Linked DNA regions of Mus musculus: regions 1 and 2 are each linked to region 3. A link is a contact called in public ChIA-PET and promoter capture Hi-C data. All regions are on one chromosome and are shown on one strand. The core of a region is the stretch at or near the end of the contact, and the rest is flanking DNA. Distances in the headings are between cores, read along the strand shown. Region 1 holds the start of Anxa11 (annexin A11). Region 2 overlaps Anxa11 (annexin A11). Region 3 holds the start of Ppif (peptidylprolyl isomerase F (cyclophilin F)).

Region 1 (3,551 bases), core at 803-3,302, 150 kb before region 3:
GTTCCAGGACAGTCAGAACTAGAGAGAGAGAGACTGTCTCAGAAAAGAAAAAAGAAAAAAAGAAAAACAACTCAAGAGGCTGGAGTGATGGCTCAGCAGTTAAGAGCACTTGTAGCCCCATGGCAGTTCACAACTCCGGTTCAAGGGTATCCAATGCCCTCTTTGTCTTACAAGGGCACCAGCTACCCACATGGTACACAGACATACATGAAGACAAAAACACTTATAAATACAAAATGAAATTTGTTTAAAAATTGTAAAAATAAGCCTGGTGTAGTGGGATACAACTTTGATCCCAGCCCTCAGGAAGCATAGACAATCAAATCTTTGAGTTCAAGGCCAACAGAGTCTATAGAGTGAGTTCCAGAACAGTCAGGGCGACACACAAAAAAACAAACAAGAAAGGTAAAACTAGATTAACCATAGGACAGGAAAGCTCTCTCCGTGGATAAGAGTGAATACTGCTCTTGATGAGGACCAGATTTCAGACTCAGGACGTTCACAACTTGTAACTTCAGCTCCAGCGGAACTGAATATACACACACTTAACTAAAAATAATATAAATGCTTTTTTAAAAATATTAACTTGCTGGCCGGTGGCACAAACCTTTAATCCCAGCACTCAGGAGGCAGAGGTCTGTATGAGTCTTGATATTGAAGTTTGGGACCAGACTGGTCTACAAAGCAAGTTCCAGGCCAGCCAATGCTAAATTGGTAGACCTTGTTTCAAAAGCAAGCAAACAAACAAACAACAACAACCCCCACCCCAAATTAACAAGACAACAAATTAACTCACACAATCCTCACAGTGAGTCTATGAAATAAGAATTATAATTACCCTCATTTTACAGTGCAGAAATTAATGAGGTATCAGGAAGGGATGGAGGAATCCGAAGTGGACACCTGTCTTAGAGCAACAGACTGTGTGGGTGAGCTCACCTTGCTTCCCCAGCTAGAGAATCCCGAGAACAGACAAAGCCTTGGGGGAACAGCCCTGTTAATCCTCCAGGAATTCCCAACAACTGACGGAAGCAAGAAAATAATGAAGGAGAATAATGGGAGCAGGCTGAGGGTGAGCAAGACACCTGGCCCTTCCCCGCAAGGATCTGGGTCCAAGTCTAGTCATCCTTTCGACAATGACACACACCGCCATCAACAAAGTTGAACAGCCCAACCCAGGGCCGCATTTGTAGCTTTCTTCCGCAATAAGGCAGCCTCGGGGCAAGGCAGCCTCGGAGCAAGCAGGGAGCAAGCTAGTTGAATCCTGTAAAGGGATCAGACAGGTAGGCTGACACTCTAGGTGTAGGGTCTGGGAAACCCAATCTCCAAGGACGCCCACTGATTAGCCGGCGGGGAGAAAAATCTCTAAAGAGAATGTGCCCAGCATGAGTTTAGCTATTCTCCCCCAGATTTGTTTGACACCTTGTACGCCTTTAGGAGACTGGCCTGAGCCCACGGGACGTCCGGGTTGCCAAGCTCAAGCAAGCGTTCTTGAAGACTCTGGAACGAGAAGCGGGGGCAGGGGCAGAGGGATCCTAGCTGGATACGCGGTAAGGAAGACAGGCAGGCAACACGGCATCTGGCACAATCGTGCATTCTCTGGACCGCTTAGGAGCCTGCCTTATATAAACCCAGGGTGGCAGGTCCAGGAACCCGCGCCCTGCAGTTCCGGAGCAAAGTTCCCAAAGACAGCTTTCTCGGCCCGCTGGGCTCCGCTCAAGCTTCTCCCGGAAGCGCACTGAGGTAAGACCTCAGTCACCCCCAAGTTCGCACACCCTGGGACCCTGCGGTCCCAGGCTCACCTGCCCTGACCCCGTTCAACTCCGGGCCTTGTCCTCGGGGGAACATTGCACCCCACGCCACGCGCGAATACCCCTCATGCGGAAGCCGCCCGCCGGGACCCTCACGCACCTGGCACCAGGGACCGGGACACTGAGCTCGGATAGCAACTCCTTCCTACTCCCGCTTTCCTGGATCCTAACCCGAGAGTGTCTGCGCACGGTCGAAGGAGGAGCCGGCAAGGCGGAAAACTCTCCGGGCGCGGCCGCGTTTGTCGCCCCGGGGCGGAGCCGCACGAGATGGGCGGAGCCTCTCTGGAGGGGCGGGGTGCGTGGGACCACGCCCACAGGTGAGGGTTGCGCTTCAGTGGTAGCTTTGTAGGAAGCCCCGAGCTTTCCGGAGCAAAGCCGCTCTAGACCTCAGGATGAGAGGACATTCTCGCGGGTGTTTATTTTCAGGAGTTTGACAGCGAAAAAAAACTTAAAACAGTCACTGTGTACGGCAGGAGGAAACTTCACAATGGAAAAAATTACCACCTCAACCAGTGACCAGGGCCAACATCAGCAGTGGTAATTTATATTGATCTTCTGTCGTGTGGTGTCTTCCTCCTGGAGACACATGACCCCATAGTAATCGTGCAGAAATATCAGACAAGCCCCAATTGAGGAACTCAGGACTGTCCAAAACTCTCAAGGTTGTCAAAACAAGAGGAGTCTGAGAAGCTGTCACATGGAGATATGAAAACTAAGTAATGTGACATCTTGGATGGGATCCTGGGAAAAGGACACTAAGTTAAAAAAAACAATGACATCTGGACCATATATAGATTTAATAACAATGCATCAATATTGGTACATCTATTGTAGCAAAAATACTAATATGTTAATAACAGGAGAAGACCCACGTTGGTTGTTTATTTAGAAAAAGGTAGTATAGTGAGTATGATTGTGTAACATTTAAAAATAAAAATTAAGTCTCTTACTCTCCCCAGCTCACATTTAGGCACCTCCTTCCAGATGTTCAACACACTTCTACGTTTGTGTTGCTTGCTGTGCTTAAGCAAATGTATTTGTTTATAAAACAGGATTGCAGTATTTTTTTTTCCCCTCACTTTATATTCGAGTGTCCTTTCAACTGACGCCCCAGGACCAACCAGGTTCTTCGGAAGACTGCACAGGATCTCCCCCCACCCCTTACGGATTCTTCACTATCTAGCTCCCACCTGGGGTACACTTCTTTCATGGCCCACTTTTGATTTGCAAACAAGCCATTTGTCATTTGCATTTTAGGAGCCCAGTGGACTGTAAGAGCCGGAAGAAGCCTGGTTGGCAGGTGTGGTCTGCTTGCTCCAGCAGATCGGAATGAGCTAGCCTGCCAGGCTACTGCCTCACAGCGGGAAACTCAGGCTTAAGGTTTCAGAGTGAATGAATAAATAAATAAATAAATAAATAAATAAATAAATAGCAGAGGAACATGATTACTCCTAGGTATGGTGAAGGAGAAGGTTTATTGTAGAGAAAAAAGAGACATAGTCAAAGGCAGACACATCTGGGAGAATCCAGAATGGTCATGACCCAGAGCCTTGTGAGGAGAGTGGGGAGGGGAAAGGAGATGGGTGAGAGAGGAGAACCAGGTACAGCAGCTAGAAGCTAAAGGTACAAAATAAAGGGGGAGGGGTAACTAAAATCATTATATTATGTAGAGAAAAGCAGCCCTGTACCGTGGCCTGCAGAGTTGTGGGTAGAAGGCAGGTTATGCCAGCCACAGGCTGT
Region 2 (3,363 bases), core at 442-2,941, 170 kb before region 3:
AAAATAACAAGAGCTTGTTTCAAAACAAAAACAACCCACCCCACAAAACTACACAATGGCTGAATACATTCCTAAAAGATCTGATATAGTGATAGAGACAAATAATAGGAAAGAGACGGGAGAAGGTCCCTTACCAGAAGGTCCACAGAGGTGACAGTACACAGAGAGGAACCTGTTATAAATGGAAACAGGCGGCACAGCTATAAGAATGTCCATGCCCAGAAGAGAGAGAGCCAGCAAATACTGTGGGGAATGCTAAATGGTACAACACCTTAGGAAGAGAATTTTTTGCACTTTCCTACAAAACTAAACATATTTTGTGAAACCAGCAACTAGCATGATCTTGGTATTGGGCCAAGTGAGATAAAAACTTATAGGATGACAGTGTGAACCAGCCTTTTGTCACTGTAACAAAATGCCAGCGATAAACAAGTTAGAAGGAAGAAAGGTTCATTTTAAGACAGGGTTTCAGAAGTTTCAATAGAGGGGTGGAGAGGAAGAAAAGGGAGGGTTAGAATCTCGATACATTCCTCAAGAGCACCCCTAATGAAGACCCCACACGCTTCCTACAAGCAAGCCTTTGGGGTTGTGGCTCAGATCCCAGTGTAGCAGTGTTAGCCACAACTGCCCACTGGCAGATGGATGGATACACTGCAATCCAATCTTCAGAAAACTAAGCATTACCGGACATCAAGCCAGCAATGAGCCAGCCGGGCTGCAGCTGGTCCTGCGCTTGCTTCCTCTGGCTCAGTGAGGCCCAGGACTTGATCCCCGGCCCGGCACAAACTGGGGTGCTGGTGCATGCAAATAATCCACCTGGCAAAAGTAGGGACGCTGTGGGAGGAGGATCATGCGTTCAAGGCCAACCTGGGCTAAACAGGAAGACGCTGTCTCAAAAAGACAAGAGTCTGTAAATTTTATTTTGAAAATACAAAATATAAGCAATCCATAGAAACCCAAGGCAGACGGACAGGACACTATCCCCTCTCCCAGAGGCAACCACTAAGCCTTCGAACCTATAAGTTAACACACACATACATGTATGCATATATTTACAAAGCATCTGCATATATATAAAAACATACACACATATGTATTTGGTTCACCTGTTTGAAAACAGGTAAGTTTTTTCTTTCATATTCTCTCTGTCTCTGTCTCTGTCTGTCTGTCTGTCTGTCTCTCTCTCTCACACACACACACACACACACACACAGTGTTGCGATGCAGCCCAGATTGGCCTCAAACCCTTTCCCTTTCTTTTTTAATTCTATATGTACGTATGTTATTTCTTTACTAATTTATGTGCAGTGTGTGTCTACCCTGGAACTTACTTATCTGTCTCAGGTCACCAGGATGGAGGTGGAGACTTATCTGGCTCCCACAGCCCTTGGATTTGTCACTAGAGCACATCAGATCAAGGAGCCAGGATGTGGTAGAACGTGATCTGGGGTAGCAGTCAGAAAAGCTGCCCTCTTCCCAAACAGGGCTGAGTCCCTACACGGGTAACCATTGGTCTGATGGCCCCAGGAGGCTGACAGAGCCTCCTTCCAAGGACAGGAGAAATGGTACAGGGATACAGGGGACAGGTTTTAAACTGGAGGTTTCTAGAACTTTTAGCGTCTCAACCCACAGAACTTCCTTCCCTCTCCGGGAAGATCGGGCTACTGGCTTGAGGGAAGAGGGCAGTCAGATACACCCAGTCCCTACGTAAGCACACACTCAGAGTCATCAGGGCTGGCCTCGTACCACGCATACGCAGCAATGGTTTGCAGTTTCACGAAATGACTCATATGATCGAGGCTCTGATGAGCAATGGTTGGCATGTAGACTATCTATAAGCAGAATAGGACAACAGATGCTCAACCCTCAGCTTCAGCAAAGCAGTGTTTCAGGGAGCTGAAGGGATGGATGGCTCAGAGGTGGCTCAGTGGTCAAGAGCACCAACTGCTCTTCTAGAGGCCCTGGGTTCAATTCCCAGCACCTACATGGCAACTTACAACTGTCTGTAAGCAACTCCAGTTCCAGAGCTTCTGACACCTCACACTGATAGACAGGCAAAACACCATTGTACATAAGATAAAACTAAATGATGTATTAAAAGAACTAAAGTTAAAAAAAAACAAAAAACATTGCTTCAAGGCCAATTTTGCCACTCATCTGGACCAGCAGTTCTCAACCTGTGGGTCATGACCCTTGGGTCATTTCATATTAATGAAAATACATCCCGAATATCAGATGCTTAGGTTATGATTCATAACAGTAGCAAAATTATAGTTATGAAGTAGCAACAAAAATGATTTTATAGGTGGGAGATCACTACAACATGAGGAACTGTATCAAGTGGTTGCAGCATTAGGAAGGGTGAGGACCACTGCTCTAGGCCTATCCACTGCCCTGCTTGTTTGTTTAAGAAAATTCCAGGCACCATAAACTATTTCCTGGGTAATTTTTCATGTCTCTAAGTACTATCAACTCTTAAGTGTATGTCTTCTCTCTCTGTCTCTCTCTGTCTCTCTCTCTGTCTGTCTCTCTCTCTCTTTCTCTCTCTCTCTCTCTCTCTCTCTCTCTCTCTCTCTCTCACTACATGTTAACCCTGAGTTCCTATGACAGCCAACACACAGCACTCAGGTGTTGATTATCTTAGGGGAAGTGGGAGCATGGAATACTTGAAGGTACCTGTCCAGGCAAGGGGACCAGAGGCCCAACCTACCAAGGACCTGGACCAGGGAGTCCTGAGCAAGCCTCTATGGTCCCAGGTATCTGTGAATGGTGGAGGCAGGACTCAAATCCTGTCCTCCTGGCTTTGAATCCCAGGGCTTTCGCCACTACACTATACTTTTGCACAGGACCTACTGATGCTGGCAACAGTAATCTCAGAGGCTGAGCTTCACGCTCATGTGACAGAATAGCATGGAGTTAAGAATCAGGACACACCTGTGGTTTCTATAGCCAATGATCACCAACCAAGCTCCCACTTTTTCTGTTTGTTTGTTTGTTTGTTTTTTATCAAGACAGGGTTTCTCTGTGTAGCCCTAGCTGTCCTGAATCTCACTTTGTAGACCAGCCAGGCTGGCCTCAAACTTACAGAGATCCACCTGCCTCTGCTGGGACTAAAGGCGTGAGCCACCACACCCAGCTAAACCCCGTGTTCTTAATGGCAATGTAGGACAACAGGATGAACACAAAATTTGAAGGCAGACTACGTAAGTTCAAATCCAAGTGGGGTTCCTACTAGCTGGGTGGTCCTGGTCAAATTACTGAGCCTTCCTTTGGCCAGCTTCTCACCTCTATTAAACAGGAATACAACAGTCTCCCCTACTGAGTATGCTCTCATTGTATCATTTTGCCTTTCATCCATTGGGT
Region 3 (3,455 bases), core at 701-3,200:
TCACAGCAGAGGCCATGTTCCTGTTACCTGGCACATGAAGGCTGGGATCACCCTGTGGAAGGTGGAGCCTTTGTAGCCAAAGCCCTTCTCACCAGTGCATAGGGCTCTGAAGTTCTCTGAAGAAAGAGAGAGAGAGAGAGAGAGAGAGAGAGAGAGAGGCAGGCAGGTTAGGGGCAGGCAATCTTCCCTGCCGATCCCCCAGGTGAGCTACCTGTGGAAAGGCCCTGCCCCTCTTCCTGAGTCCATTCCTGATCACTTTTCTGTCTTGAGCCAGTGTGAAGCGCTGTGACTAGAATCCAAGCTCTAAGCTGCGCCAGCTGGGATAACAAAGCAAAGAGCCCAAACACTTTACCTAACCCTGCCCTGTGCTGTCATGGAGAAGTGGGAGGAAGCTATCAATGAGAGCTTACATGGGCCTTCCCCTGGTTCTGAGATGTCTAGCTACTTTCAGACTGGTTAGCAGAGTTGACAACAAGGTCCAGAGAGGGACAAAAGGCTGCCTCAGGGTACTCATCAGCTGTGCTTAGGTTGAGACTCCCATATGGTCATAATCTAAGTCCTAACTCCATGCCAAGCCCACCAGCCTTGCCGGGCTCACTTTCCACGTAAGCCTTACCTGCAGTCTTTGGCACGACATCTGCCTTTAACTATGGTGAAGGAAAAGGAACAGAAAAGGATGGTCAGTCCAGAAGCAGGTGCAAAAAAGATCCCCCTCACCATTCACACCCAGAGGCCAGGGCATCATGACAAAGAAGAACAGGGCCATTCCCTTCCATGACCACCAACCCTCCTCGGAACTGCCAAAGCCACTATCGTTTCTGCCAGCTGCTTCCTGAACCCAACCAAAGCTTGCTTGAGACAGCCTTAGTTTCTTATCCGAAGAAACTAGTGCCATCCTGGCCCACTTCCGGGACAGAAATGTCAGCTGGAGGCCCTCGGCATGAGTCCCTGGACCAAGAGTAAGTATCACATTAGAATTAGCTGACCTTCCTCAGTGCTGGGGGAAACTGAGGCTCACAGAAGGGAAGGAGGGGACCGTCATCCAAGCCTGCCTCATGCCTCTCAACTTCTCTTAAGAATCCCTCTTCACCAAACAGAGTTGGGGAGGTACTCCTCATTTTCCAAACGAGGAAAATGAGGCATAATAAAAAATGCCAGCTCCCCTCCCCCAGTAGATCGGCAGTCTAACTGGTACCTTTGTTCAAAGCAGAACAGCCTAAAGGCTCCTGGGATGGCCTCCTGATAACCTTGGTGTCTGTTTCCTACTTTTCTTTTTAAGGGTCAAATCTCAGGGAATGGAGAGGGCTTGGGCAGCCAGAACCTTCTCACTTGCATTCCCTGTGTCTCCTCTTAGGCAACCAGGCCTTGGGGGCGGATCCGGAGTGCGCTCAGGCCACCACGTGAGCACCTGGCAACACCTGGACCTCAGCTACCCACCCCAGAGCTCTGGGTCCAACCTCGGACGCAGAGGGTCTAGGAAGCCCAACGTCGGTCCAGGCCGGTCAGTGGGCTGTCACTCAGTACGATCTGACCTTGACCTTTTCCTCCACACCCCCCAGGGTTTTGAAAAGCCCCGAACGGACCAAGCTGATGCCGCCTCTTCTGAGAGAGGGAAACTGAGGCTCAAGGTCACCTGATGTGCCAGGCACAGTACAGGGCCCGGGAAGTCCAGGTTTTCCAAATGTCCAAGCCTCACCTCCAGCACCACGCGGCCGAGCGGCTGTCCATCGGCGCCCACGTCCAAGTACACGAGCGGGTTCCCGGAGGAAGAGTTCGCGCCGCGGGCTCCGCCGTCGCTGCAGGTACGGGTCGCGGAGAGGAGCAGCGGCGCGGAGCGCGGGCCGGAGAGCAGACCGAGCAGGCGGGGGCCGCAACGCAGCGCTAGCATCGCTGTCGCGGGTCGGGCGAGGGCGCGCGGAAGAACTCAGAGCAGACACAGGCAAGGTCGTACGACCCAGGAAGCGATACCTAGGCCGCGCGCCGCCGCCTTTATTGGTCGGCTGGCTTCGAGACCACGCCCCCCTCCACGCCTCCGCCGCGCCCCCTCGGAACCTGTTCGCTAGCGTCCCCTGCCGGTTGCCGCTGGCAGCGTAATCGGCTCGTGCGTTGTGCCCCGCCCTCCATCCCTACACACTGAGCCGGAAGTCCTTTGAAAGTGCTTCTAGATCAAGAGAAAGGTTGATCCTGAGATTCAGAAAGACGTGGGGGGGTGTAGGTGGGGGAATCTGAGGTGGCTCAGAAAGGGAGAGATAACAGAAAGAACAGAGAAGCAGAGATACAGTCTAAGACACCCACAAGGTGACCTCAGGCTGCCGGCTCCAGGGCTGAGTTTGTCTCCTTTTGCTTCTAGAGACCAGATCCTCCGCCAGGACTGAAAATACAGTTTGCCGAACCAATAGTGCATCTGCCAGGCCTCAGTCCCAGCCCACTCTGACAGCCCTTGTCTGTTCCCACCACCTCCAGCCAGGCCAGCAGAGTGCGGGGCTAGATTTACACCCCCTGGAATGCCCCCTAGATTTACATTCACCTGGAATAAACTTCCTTGCCAACTGCACCACACCTGCAGGTAACTTCCTAAGCAACCATTCTCTAGGGATGCCAGGAAGTTGGCAGTGTGTGATATAAAAGGAAAGGAGCCTGCAGAAGAGCCACAGGCAGGACTTTAAACCCTGGTGCACTGGGCACAGCACCAGCCTGGGAATCAAATGAATGCCAGCCAGCGAGAGCATGTGAGCCAACACAGTTAGGAAACTGAGGCTCAGAAAGAGAAAAAGGCTCTAACTAGGGCTAGAAAACCCTGGTTCCCTACTGCTGGATTCAGCCAGTCCTGCAACCAAGGAAGCGATGAGAAATTACCCTGCTTTCTACTCATACCTGTTCTGAGGATAAACAAACAAGAGAGAGAAGCATTTGTTAACTGTTAAATGCTGTTCTGTGTTCAACAGCGATGGGCATAGCCTAGACTGTGTGCTCAGAGCATAGCGGGGAATCTCCAGTGCAAGGTCCCAAGGTCCTGAGAGGCGGGAGCAGGAAAGGAGCTGAGAGCCTTAGGAGCCGGGGAGCCTGGCCTGTCCCACCCAAGATTCAGTTGGGGGGTGTGTGTGTGTGGAGAAGCCATGCTGGTCCAAGTAGTCTATGAAATCAGGGCATGCTCCCCGCCTCACACATGGCAGCCTGAACCCTCTTGTGATGGTCCACAGCTCTCTGCTTTGTGCTACTGGCCTTGATGGGTTGTATACCAGTCCCTAGTCTAGGGTGGGTCTCACCCAACCCCACATAGGGCCCCGTCTTTTCTTGTCAGTGTGTATCAAAGGGAGCTGCCTGCAAGGGGAACTCACTTGCCCTCCGCTCTGCCTGAGCCATTGGCACATTTTCTAAAATCTATGCAACAGCAGTGCACACTTAGACTGGAAGGGAGTGGAGAGGAACCACCACACATGCCCTGCTAGGAAGCA

Evidence for each region. ChIA-PET counts read pairs in DNA pulled down with a chosen protein or histone mark. Capture Hi-C pulls out chosen DNA fragments and counts their contacts.
Region 1: a contact with region 3 is called in a promoter capture Hi-C map of adipose tissue. The contact joins the promoter of Anxa11 here to the promoter of Ppif in region 3. A contact is called at or near these places in 20 of 39 promoter capture datasets (the 3T3-L1 cell line, 3T3-L1-derived adipocytes, the C10 cell line and 12 more), 2 of 15 datasets of contacts at CTCF or cohesin (CD8 T cells and the NIH/3T3 cell line), 9 of 484 Hi-C or Micro-C datasets (CD4 T cells, bone marrow-derived macrophages, cranial neural crest and 6 more), 15 of 115 datasets of contacts at active chromatin or transcription factors (the 230-238 cell line, CD8 T cells, the SCID.adh cell line and 11 more) and 4 of 9 other capture datasets (adipose tissue, embryonic stem cells, liver and 1 more).
Region 2: an RNA polymerase II ChIA-PET map of memory CD8 T cells shows a contact between it and region 3, with 72 read pairs. The contact joins the enhancer-like site here to the promoter of Ppif in region 3. A contact is called at or near these places in 20 of 39 promoter capture datasets (the 3T3-L1 cell line, 3T3-L1-derived adipocytes, the C10 cell line and 11 more), 1 of 15 datasets of contacts at CTCF or cohesin (CD8 T cells), 6 of 484 Hi-C or Micro-C datasets (CD4 T cells, CD8 T cells, bone marrow-derived macrophages and 3 more), 16 of 115 datasets of contacts at active chromatin or transcription factors (the SCID.adh cell line, T-cell acute lymphoblastic leukemia, bone marrow-derived macrophages and 9 more) and 5 of 9 other capture datasets (adipose tissue, embryonic stem cells, liver and 2 more).

What each region holds. Positions count from the first base shown.
Region 1 is chr14:25,840,656-25,844,206 of GRCm38.p6, reverse strand. It overlaps Anxa11 (annexin A11), which reads right to left and starts at 2,052. Exons shown (of 15, transcript NM_013469.2): 1 at 1,912-2,052.
Region 2 is chr14:25,860,374-25,863,736 of GRCm38.p6, reverse strand. The region is part of intron 1 of Anxa11 (annexin A11); the gene reads right to left. Among named protein-coding and RNA genes, the nearest start is that of Anxa11, 20 kb to the right of the region's middle. Within about 2 kb of position 1,691, at least 111 of the 459 cell types and tissues checked have an H3K27ac peak or open chromatin away from gene starts, as enhancers often do. A contact at or near this core is called in CD8 T cells, the SCID.adh cell line, adipose tissue and 5 more, where this site is marked.
Region 3 is chr14:25,692,665-25,696,119 of GRCm38.p6, reverse strand. Ppif (peptidylprolyl isomerase F (cyclophilin F)) reads right to left here and starts at 1,950. Exons shown (of 6, transcript NM_134084.1): 1 at 1,697-1,950; 2 at 617-647; 3 at 28-116. The coding sequence starts at 1,888.